2 separate regions of the Anser cygnoides genome follow, and region 2 is linked to region 1. A link is a contact called in public Hi-C data. All regions are on one chromosome and are shown on one strand. The core of a region is the stretch at or near the end of the contact, and the rest is flanking DNA. Distances in the headings are between cores, read along the strand shown.

Region 1 (4,756 bases), core at 1,147-3,646:
CGCCCTCTGCACATGCCTATAATAGAAGCCATTAGCTTCCCCGTTAGCCGAGCGCTGCAGCGAGTCGCGGAGCTGCAGCGCGTTCCTAATGCATGAAGTGTGGTCTGGGCAGGACACAAATAGTGTCGCGGATTACCAGGTAAAATTGGCTTTTACCTCCCCCCCCATCCTTCTCAGACAGTTTCCTGCCAAACTTCAGCTTTTAAGTCGGTGCTCAAAGAAATTCTCCCCGCGTAAAGGGCCTCTCGCTGCCTTTTAAATTGGCTAATGTTTGGCAGAAAATCCGAGGAGCTGGTGCTGTTATTTAGTGCCTTCATTTCTTGCTGCCTCAAGACTTCATCTGGTATTCTGGGCTTCTGTTTATTCAGGGCCTGCTGGAGTAGCAGTTGTGTCCGCATCTCTCCTGCCCGTATTTCGGGTCCGTGGGGGCTTGCGGTGGACACTCCCTGCATGGGACGGGTCTATAGCAGGCTTGTTCCTTGGTTAAAACCCATCCCAGTGCAATCCTTGTGTAGTGGCTGCCTGCGTGGTGGAAGACCAGGAGCGGTGTTCCTCCAGCCAGGAATGCTGTTAGCATCCAGCTGGGATGTGAAAATCACTCCTAGGCTTGTATCGCTAAATATTGCCAGCCTGATGCCACCATCTTCAAAAAGGGAAGGAACAGCAAGCTGACTCCTGTCAGTTTGTTACAGCGTATTTATAACTCAAATGCTAATTCCTGCTCTTGACTCATAATAGCTTCTGAATTCTGAATCTTTAAATTCCGGATCTCATGTTTTGAGGCTAATCCATTCAGATAGATCGGGAAGTAGAATTTATAATTTGGAGAAGTAGTGTCAGTCCTCCTTTGCTTCAGCCCGTCATTTCACGTCGGCAGTGGGTCCCACCAGCCCGCCAGTGCTTGACCCCTCTTTATAGACCAGTCAGACCCAACGCGTTCATTTTATCTGACTTGATAGTGCACTTTCCTTCAAACTCTTCTTACCTTGGCCTGTAAGCTTAAGAGTCGCGCTGACTGCCTGTCAGCATACTCGCCCGGCTCTGATTTAACTCATTCAGCTTATTGTGAGCCTTAACCTATTTTCCGCGCTGCCTGCAAGCGTACCACTTCTGTAAAGAGATTAATAAGACCCCCAAAAAAATAAAAATGTATCTTCATTTTCCGATTTCTCCCAAGAAGCACTACGGGCTGGTGGGGTTTGAAGGCAGGAGCGGTGTTAATATATCACCTGTCGGCGGGCACAGCCTTTCAGAGCAGTCCCCGAGCCAGCCCCTGCGTGTCCCGGTGCTCGCGCTGGTGACAAAGCTCCAGGAGCTGCCTTCACCTTGTATGAAGATTTGCTTGACTTGCTCTCATTATGCTTTGGTCCTGTACCAGGCTGTGTGGAGAGCGTGCTCATTACTAAGCGAGATTGAAGAAAAAAAAAGTAACCTGTATCTTGATTAGTACTCTGCCTTTTAATTACCATGGTTGGAAACAATTGCAAAATTATGAAGCGATGGCTGTAAATTTCTCTTTTGAAACTTTAATGCTTCATTTCCTAACTTCTTCCCCAGTTAACTGCTAAAAGATCACAGCGTTTTAATGATGCCTGCTAGTGTCGCTTCCTCCGACTAATGAGGTGTCAGTGGCGTTAGGGACAGGGCCGGGTCCTGAGCAGCAGCCCGTGCCTGTGCCCTGCCTCCGTGTCTGCAGGCGGCTGGAGGAGGTTCGGTGCCCGAGCCAAGGGCCGTGGTGCTCCTCCTGCCCCTGGTGTCCTCCTGGAGGGCTGCTGCTCAAATTCAGCTTTAGACTCCTCATCCAGACCTGCTTGACTATGGTGCTGGGGGCTTCATCCCGCAGAAGTCACCGTGTGCCAGCTGTGCGGCTGCGCCCAGAAATCCCCATTCCAGGAGCTCCGTGCTGTGCGCTTTTTAAGCAGGCTGGTGGCAAACACCTTGCGAGGCACATTCGTTATCCCAGCTTCGCTTAATGCATAAGGCTTGGTGGGGAGGAAGCGGATCCTCTCACCGATTTGTGTTTCTTCAGCTAATCCACCTCCCCAGCTTGGCACGGCTCGCTTTCAGTTGCAATATTGCGTGTCTCAGAGCAGCACTACACACAAGTTTTAATTGCACTACAGAAGTGACTTGCTGCCAATAGTTTATTAGACTTCATGAATGCTCAAACTGAAGAACGGTCTCTCTGGATTAGCATCATCTTCCAAGACACCCTTCTTGTTGGAGCGCTGTCAGATGAATTGATAAAAGAATATTTCTGGATTGAGCAAAAAAATTACTGGCGGGGAGATGGAGCAGTCCTGAGGTTTCCAGACAAATGAGCAAAACCCGGGGAAAGCGGTAATTCTGCATTCAGGACGTCACAGGCATGACAGTAGCTTGGAAAGCCTAGATTAAAAAGGAGCTATTTTTCTGCTGGAAATAGGAGGACGGGATTTGGTGCCAGTCAGGAGCAAAGCCTACCTGATTCAGGCAGGAAGCTCAGTTCACCGAAGCAGTTTCTCCGGGAGGCAGAGTGCAGCCGCGGTGCGGAATCAATAGCCAGCACCCGGCGACGGTGGCAGAAGCATTTCAAACATGCCCGGGATAATTAACTCGGAATTACCAGGTGCATATTTTCAAGACTTAAACGGGACTTAGCAAAGGGTTTCGTGCAGCTACGTGTCTGGGCACAGAGTTCTCAGCGGCCCCGGTGTGCAGGGCAGGGCCCTCGGTGCTGCTGCGAGGGCTGGAGGTGATCCAGCGGTGCAGCCACTGGAATAACCTCTGGAAATAGGGTTTAGGCTGTAAACCTCGTCTTCAGCTGGCTCGTAAGTGCTGCTCATCCTGGGAGATAAGTCATTCCACGCCTGTCCTTAAAAATGACTGGCTCAGCTATTGTCTGCATAAAATCACCTTTGTTTATAGTGCATTCCGTAATGGATCAAGCAGCAGAGTAAAATTTAAATAAGTAATTATTGTGCAGGAGGCACACGCTAAATGGAACAATTTCCCTGGCTGCGGTGCCCTTTTGGCTGCACTCTGAGCACAAGATAACTCCCTGGGGTCTCTCTGTAATCAGGTGGGTTCAAACAGGCAGATTTTGGCAGCTCGCACACCTTTGCTCTTTGAGCACTGTTGCCGTTCCAGATCTGCCTAAGCAAGCTAAAATATCGGCTAAATTATTAACTCAAAAATAAATAGGTAAGAAGAAGAAAGAGAGAAAGGAAAGAAACAAGCCATGGGCTTAGGTGTTCCTTTTTGTTTTTAACTCAGAAAGACAAGAACTCCAGAAACTGGGCTTGGGTTTTGGTCACAGTATGTCAGCGCAAGCATTTGGACCTGCTGTCCCTCCCCCCAGAAATGGACTTTCTGAGAGCCATTGGCACTTCTTCCGGAGCCAGCAGGTGGAGCTTTAAGAATAGCATCCCTTACCAGCCCCATTTGTGCTGGAGCCCACTGAGTGGGAGCTATCTGTGCTGAAATTCTGATTGAATAAAAATTGTTCATTATGCACAGTGTCTGGTTCAGTACACAGAGGCAGCCCCCAGGCGCAGACCCCAAGTAGCTGCTTTCTCTTTCCCCAGATTAAAACATATGAACTGCTTTGATGTAATCTTATAACAAAGCCTAATGGAAATTTTATATCCTCTGAAGTTGACTGTCATTTCTCATTGCCCTGCTTCCTCTGTCCTATTAATACTCCAGTCCAGAGAGCCATAGCTGAACTTGTGCTCTTTTCACTCTCAAACACGGTACGCTTCCCCTTCCATGTTTAAGTTTTTATTTACGTTTAAATACCGTTATATTACATTACAGTATGTTTAATCCCTTGTTTTTTTTTTTCTATAGCTATTTATCATTTTAATGGAATGCTGCAGAATATTACATTGTACAATGTGTTTAAATTGATAAATTGTATTAGAAAAAAATATTGGATAGGATTTTTAATGGTAAGTGGGGCTTTAGTAGATATATTTTCTCATTAGTAGACTAACTGCACACAGACGGCATGAGGCTGGAATGTTAAGGATTTTGGGATAAGCAATATTTATGACTTATTTGACTAATTAAGGCATAATTTTATCACAAAGTTTTTCCCAGACTTTGCTGAGCAGGATGAAGGAGGAAAACTTGCCCAAGTGCAGTTACTCTACAACATCAGTTGCCATAACAACTTCATGCAATACTATATTTTTACTTGAAATTCCTTTTAAGACTCAGTTGCTGTAATAATTTGTTTCAGCTGCTAAAAGGCATGTTTCTCTTTGTGGTGGTTTCAAGGCTCTCATTACAGTAACAAAAAAGTGGCTGTGTTAATATAGACTCTTTTCATTTCAACATATGCAAAAGTTCAATAGACTCCAAAAATAGAATTAAAGGGTGGAGGTGATGAATCTGCTATAAAATCTCTTCCAGTCTTTAGGAAAGAGGAATGGGCTTAGCCGGTGAAGGTGAACTTTATTAACAGCCTTAAGGAGAGATGCTGCTACTGCTCTGTACCCACAATTATTGCACCCGACGGCAAGCTAGGAAAAGCAGCTTCACATTGTATGTCCTGCTGCCTGGCACCAGCCTGAACCGTGTAATCCAAAAGGGGGGTGAAGGATGTTTCTGCCCCCCGAGAGGGTTGGGGTCAGCCGGCCGCCGTGCCCCCGGTGCTGCTGCTGCTGCTTGGCCAGCGGCTGGCACTGCGTTGGCTCCTCCTGATGTACCTGCTGCTTTAATTCATTAAATAGTCACCTCACACCGAATGTATATTGTCTACTTCTGGCCA
Region 2 (4,746 bases), core at 1,248-3,747, 46 kb after region 1:
CCTCCAGGATGGAGCTCACGTGGGGCAGGAAGCCCAAAATACCCCCGGGCATCGCAGCCCTGCCCTGGCCGTGCTCCATCAGCCCCTCTGCAGAGCGCACACGGGCGCTGGGGCAGCTCGGTGCACACCAGGGCATCCTGCTGGGCCACACCGGAGGGTCCCCGAGCGTCCCCAAAAGGCAGGAGGTGGCAGAGGGGGTGTCACCCCATGAGCAGACACACAGACCTGCTTCCCCCCGGGGATGTCACCCGCACGGGGCTCCCGCAGCCCCCAGCTGTGCCACGTCCCCAGCCCCTAAGACAAACCCCGGTCCCCAGGAGCAGGATGAGGGTGGCAGGGGCAGCGCCACCTGCTCAGACACCACAAAACCAGACACCTCCGAGCCCCAGCGAGGGGTCTGGCCCCGGCCCCGTGCCCAAATCCCCCATGTGCCCACGCTCCCGAGCAGCTGCCGTCCCCCTGTCCCCATGGTGTCCCCTTCCTTGGCGTGAACGGGGGGGCCCGGGACCCCCACCCAGAGCCCACCAGCCATAGCGGGCAGGGAAGGGAGAGCCTCTCGGCGGGATGGAGGCCTTCCTCTAACTGCCTGTTGAATTATTCAGGACTGGCATTAACTTATAAATGAGTGTGTTTGACTGATTTTGTGGTTGATGTACAGATAAATTCTAATGAAAGACAGCTACAAGATTTTAAATTATTAATTAGACTGCCACTTAACAAAGCCTATTTGGCACTCTATTTCCTTGCTTAACAAGACAAAAACTTTAAGAATAGGGTTTGGATCAGCCCAGAGGCTCTTCATTTGCATTTTGTTTTTCTAGCTCCAGAAATGAAAGCCGTAGATCTTGACCTTAACAGGCTACCCCTGGTGGGATGAAACCTTCCAGCAGCCCCGCCGCCAGCCTGCGCAGGGCTCGGCTCCACCTCGGGCTCCTGCTCCGCGGCCCCAAAACCACGGCTGCTGCTTCGCCTCCCCCCGCGGTGCTCCGAGCGGGATGCTCGGGGCGGGGGGGGCTCGGGGGGGCTCTCCTCGCCCGCCCCGGTTGGGTTTAGGAGCCGAACAAAGCCAGAGCCGGAGAGGAGAGCCTTCGAGCGCGAGGCCCCGCAGCCGCAAGGTGACATTACCCCAGCAGGGAAAGGGCTCCCCGGGGGGGGGGGCAGCGAGGGCTGAGCCCCTCCTGGGGTCGGTGCCTTTGGGTACCGGGGGGGGGGGCTGCGGGGAGCTCGCACCCCGTGCCACCGCGCCGGAGCCTTGCTGGATATATGGCAGTGCCACGGGGTGGGCCCGCTGCTGTGCCCTCCCCAGGGTGCAGGACGGTGACCGGGGGGTCCTGGGGGGGGGGGGGTCCCGCCGTACGGCAGCGCTGCCCCCCCCCCCCCCCCTCCGCCCCAACCTCCCCGGGGCTGGCCCAAGCACGGCGGTGCTGGAGAAGCGGGGTCCCCCCGACCCCCCCGGAGGGTCGGCATCTCCCCGCGTATGATGTCAAAAAGCTCCCCTATGATGTCTCGGGCGGTTGCCATGGCAATGGCGTGATGTCACGAATCTCCTCGGGGGGGGGGGGGGGGCACAAGAGAACGCGCCCCAACTTCCCCGCCGAGCCCCCGGTGCCCCCACCGAGCCCGGTGTTCCCCTCCCGAGGAACGGAGCCGGGCTTACACCGGACACCGACCCCCCCCGGGACACCCCCCCCTCCCCCTCAGCGCTCCGGTCCCCGCCGTGCGCCCCCCCCCCCCCCTCTTCCCCGGTGCAGCCCCGCTGCCCCCGGTCCCCCCCCGCGCTCCCGGTGCCCGCCGTAGCCCGGTGCCTGCGGGACCCGCCGCGCTCCCGGTGCCGGCTGCGTGCGCCCCTCCGGTTCCCCGCGCTCCCTCCGGTGCCGCTCCCCGGGGACCCGGGGGGTGCCGGTAGCACGGCGGCAGCGGCGAGTAGCGGGGGGGGGGGCGGGTTCGCCCGGCGGCGCGGCCCCAACTTCGTCGAGGAGGCAAACTTCGGGAACGGCCCCGGTACCCCCGGTGCCCTCCCGGTGCGGCGCTCACCTTGGCGGAGCATCTTGGTGCCGGTGCGGGGCGCGGTCTCCCGGCGCGGCGGTAACGGCGGCGGCGCTCAGAGCCGCGGGCACGGCGGCGGCGAGCGGCGGCGGCGGTGGCAGCAGCAGCGGCGGCGGCGGCGGCTGCACCGGGAGCGCGGAGCCGGGGCCCGGGCGAACGGCCCCCGGGGGGGCATGGCGGGGCGAGCCGAGCCGAGCCGCAGCGGCCCCGGGAGCACCGGGAACACCGGGAGCACCGAGTCCCGGCCCCGGTCCACCGGGAACCCCCGGCCGCGCCTCTGCCCGCCGCGCGTCCCGCCGCCGGTTTTTAGGGGGGGAGCCGCCCCCTCGGGGCTGGGGCCGCCGCCGCCCCCCACCCCCTCGGGCCGAGCCTATAAAGGGGAGCCCGGTGCCGGTGCCGCGGTGCCTGCAGCGGCGGAGCAGGGCTGGGCAGGGCGGGGCGGGGCAGCGACGGGGCGGGCCGGGCTGGGCCGGGCCGGGCTGGGCTGGGCTGGGCTGGGCGAGCCTGGCCGGGGCCCCCCCTTCCTCCTCCTCCTCCTCCGCCGCCGCCTCTCCCGCCTCCCGTGGACAGTTCGTGAAAGTGCCGCTGCTCCCGGTCCCCGCGCCGCCCCCCCGGTGCCCCCCCCCCCCCCCCCGAGGGCAGAGCCCTCCGTCCCATCGGGTCCCCGCTGTCGCCCCCCCGCCCCGTCGCGCTCCCCGCCGGGTGTCACATCGTGTCCCCGCTGTCCCCAAAGCACCCGCCGGGGCCCCGCTGTCCCCAGCCGCCCCATCCTACCCCCCCTCCGACGGGGCCCCCCGCCCCTTAGCGTCGCCCCTCCGCCCTAACAGAGTGCCCGGTATCCCCGCGGGGTCGCTGCCACCCCACCGGGAGCTCCGCTGTCCCCGCTGCCCCCCCCCCCCCCCGGGTCCCCGCTGTCCCCTCCGCCCCGTCCGTGCCGCTCCACCGGGTCCTTCCCCGGTCTTTGCCCCCCCCCGAGCCCTGCCGGCCCCCCGGTCCCCCCCCCACCCCATCGGGGTCCCGATACCGCACGGGGGTCCCGCTGCCCCCGCCGTGCCCCCCGGAGGTCCCCGCTGCCCCTCGGGGCTCCCTCCAGCCCCGTAGCAGCCCCCGTTATCCCACCGGGGACGCTGCTGTCCCCGCTGCCCCTCGGGGGTCGCTGTCACCCCCCCCCCCCCGTCCCCCTGCCACCCCCGGGACCCCCCGCCCCCTCTCATCCCACGTCTCGCAGCGGGGAGGGACCCCCGGGGCCGTCCCCACGGCCACCCCCCTCCGCGATCCCGCAGCGGTACCGGGAGCGGGCACCCGGTAGCCCGGGGGCTCAGCCCCAACACCCCCGGAGGAGGTGGGGTAGGGGGCGTGGGGGGGGGGCACAAACCCTTCGGCGTGGTTCCCGGCACGGGCTCGGGGCCGCCGGGCCCCCTTTTTGTCCCGTCCCGTCCCGCCCCGTCGGGGCCCGGCCGTGCGCTCCGCCGGGCTCGATGCGGCGGCCGGCGGCTGCTCTGGCCTGGCCGCGCCGCCCGCTCGGGGCTCGGCTGCCGCCGCCTGCCGCCGCCGCCTGCCCCCGCGCCATGGCGGCCCCGGGGAGCCTCCGGTGCGCGGCCACGAGGCCCGCGGCTGCCGCAGGTGGGACGGGGCCGGACGGGGCCGAGCGGGGCCGAGCGGGACGGGGAGGACCGGGCACAACCGGGACGGTACCGGCAGCTTCTACCGGGCCCGGTTACCGGGCGCAGAGCCGGTGCACCGGGGGGGGATACCGGGTTGGGGTTGTGCTCTGCCAAAACGGGTCGGAACCGCGGAGCCGCGACGGTTCTGGGCCTCACCTCCCGGTGCCCGGGGGGGGACCGAGCTCAACCGGGACGGTACCGGCAGCCTCTACCGGGCCCGGTTACCGGCCCTCACAGCCGGTGCTCCGGGGGATACCGGCTTGGGATCGTGCTCTGCGAAAACGGCTCGGAACCGCGGCCCGGTTCAGCCTCCCGGGGCCGCTTCCCCGCCGCACCGCGAGACCGCCCGGCTCCGTACCGGCACACCGGGGCTCATCCCCCGGTCCCCCCCGCCCCCCCCCCCCCCCCGTATTTTGGGGTATTTTGGGTGCCGGTGGCGGGAGCACACCCCCCCACACACACACACACCCCTCCCGGGGGCCGTCCCGGCTGTGCCGTGGGCCGTGCGGAGGGGTCGGTGGCTCACGGTGCCGGTGCCGGGTGACGCTCGCCGGGGCTGGCGGCGGTGAATAATCCCGTGCTGTCACTCCCCCGCCGTGCTCTGACTCCGCCGAGCTGCGGGGGCGGCGGCTGCTGCCGGTACCGGCGGGGGGGGGGGGGGTAGGGGGGGGAAAAAGGGGTGCGGGGGGGAGCTCCCCACAACGGGACGGGTCCGGTTCGGTCGCCGTCGGGTGGCCGGTACCGGGCAGGGGAACCCCCGGTTTGTTTTGGGGTCACGTCAAGGCACGGCGTGGTGCTTTGGGGGCGTAAAACGTGCCCCCCGCCCTAAAATAATTAGTATCGTTGACCTGAGCTGAAATCTGGCCGCTAACGGGGGCTCGGACCCAGCCCCGGGGGTGTCACGGGGCAGCCCGGTGCCCCCCCGGGACATGGTGTCCCCACCCCGGCCACCCCCCGTTGCATGCCCCGTTCCCTCCCGCAGGCCGAGCCGCGGCGCGGCGGGCGGCGACGCAGGTCCCCGAGGAGCTGCTGAGCG

The links. Hi-C and Micro-C count contacts between places; a contact is called where the count stands out from the background.
Region 2: a Hi-C map of fetal liver shows a contact between it and region 1, with 1.9 times the contacts expected there. The contact joins the promoter of RTN4RL1 here to the enhancer-like site in region 1. A contact is called at or near these places in 2 of 7 Hi-C or Micro-C datasets (fetal liver and liver).

The regions. Positions count from the first base shown.
Region 1 is chr18:7,548,650-7,553,405 of Taihu_goose_T2T_genome, forward strand. No RefSeq gene overlaps it. Among named protein-coding and RNA genes, the nearest start is that of RPA1, 31 kb to the left of the region's middle. Within about 2 kb of position 2,397, at least 2 of the 3 cell types and tissues checked have open chromatin away from gene starts, as enhancers often do. A contact at or near this core is called in fetal liver and liver, where this site is marked.
Region 2 is chr18:7,594,784-7,599,529 of Taihu_goose_T2T_genome, forward strand. It overlaps RTN4RL1 (reticulon 4 receptor like 1), which reads right to left and starts at 2,498. Exons shown (of 2, transcript XM_066979690.1): 1 at 2,035-2,498. The coding sequence starts at 2,047. It overlaps DPH1 (diphthamide biosynthesis 1), which reads left to right and starts at 3,537. Exons shown (of 12, transcript XM_066979691.1): 1 at 3,537-3,669; 2 at 4,693-4,746. The coding sequence starts at 3,615.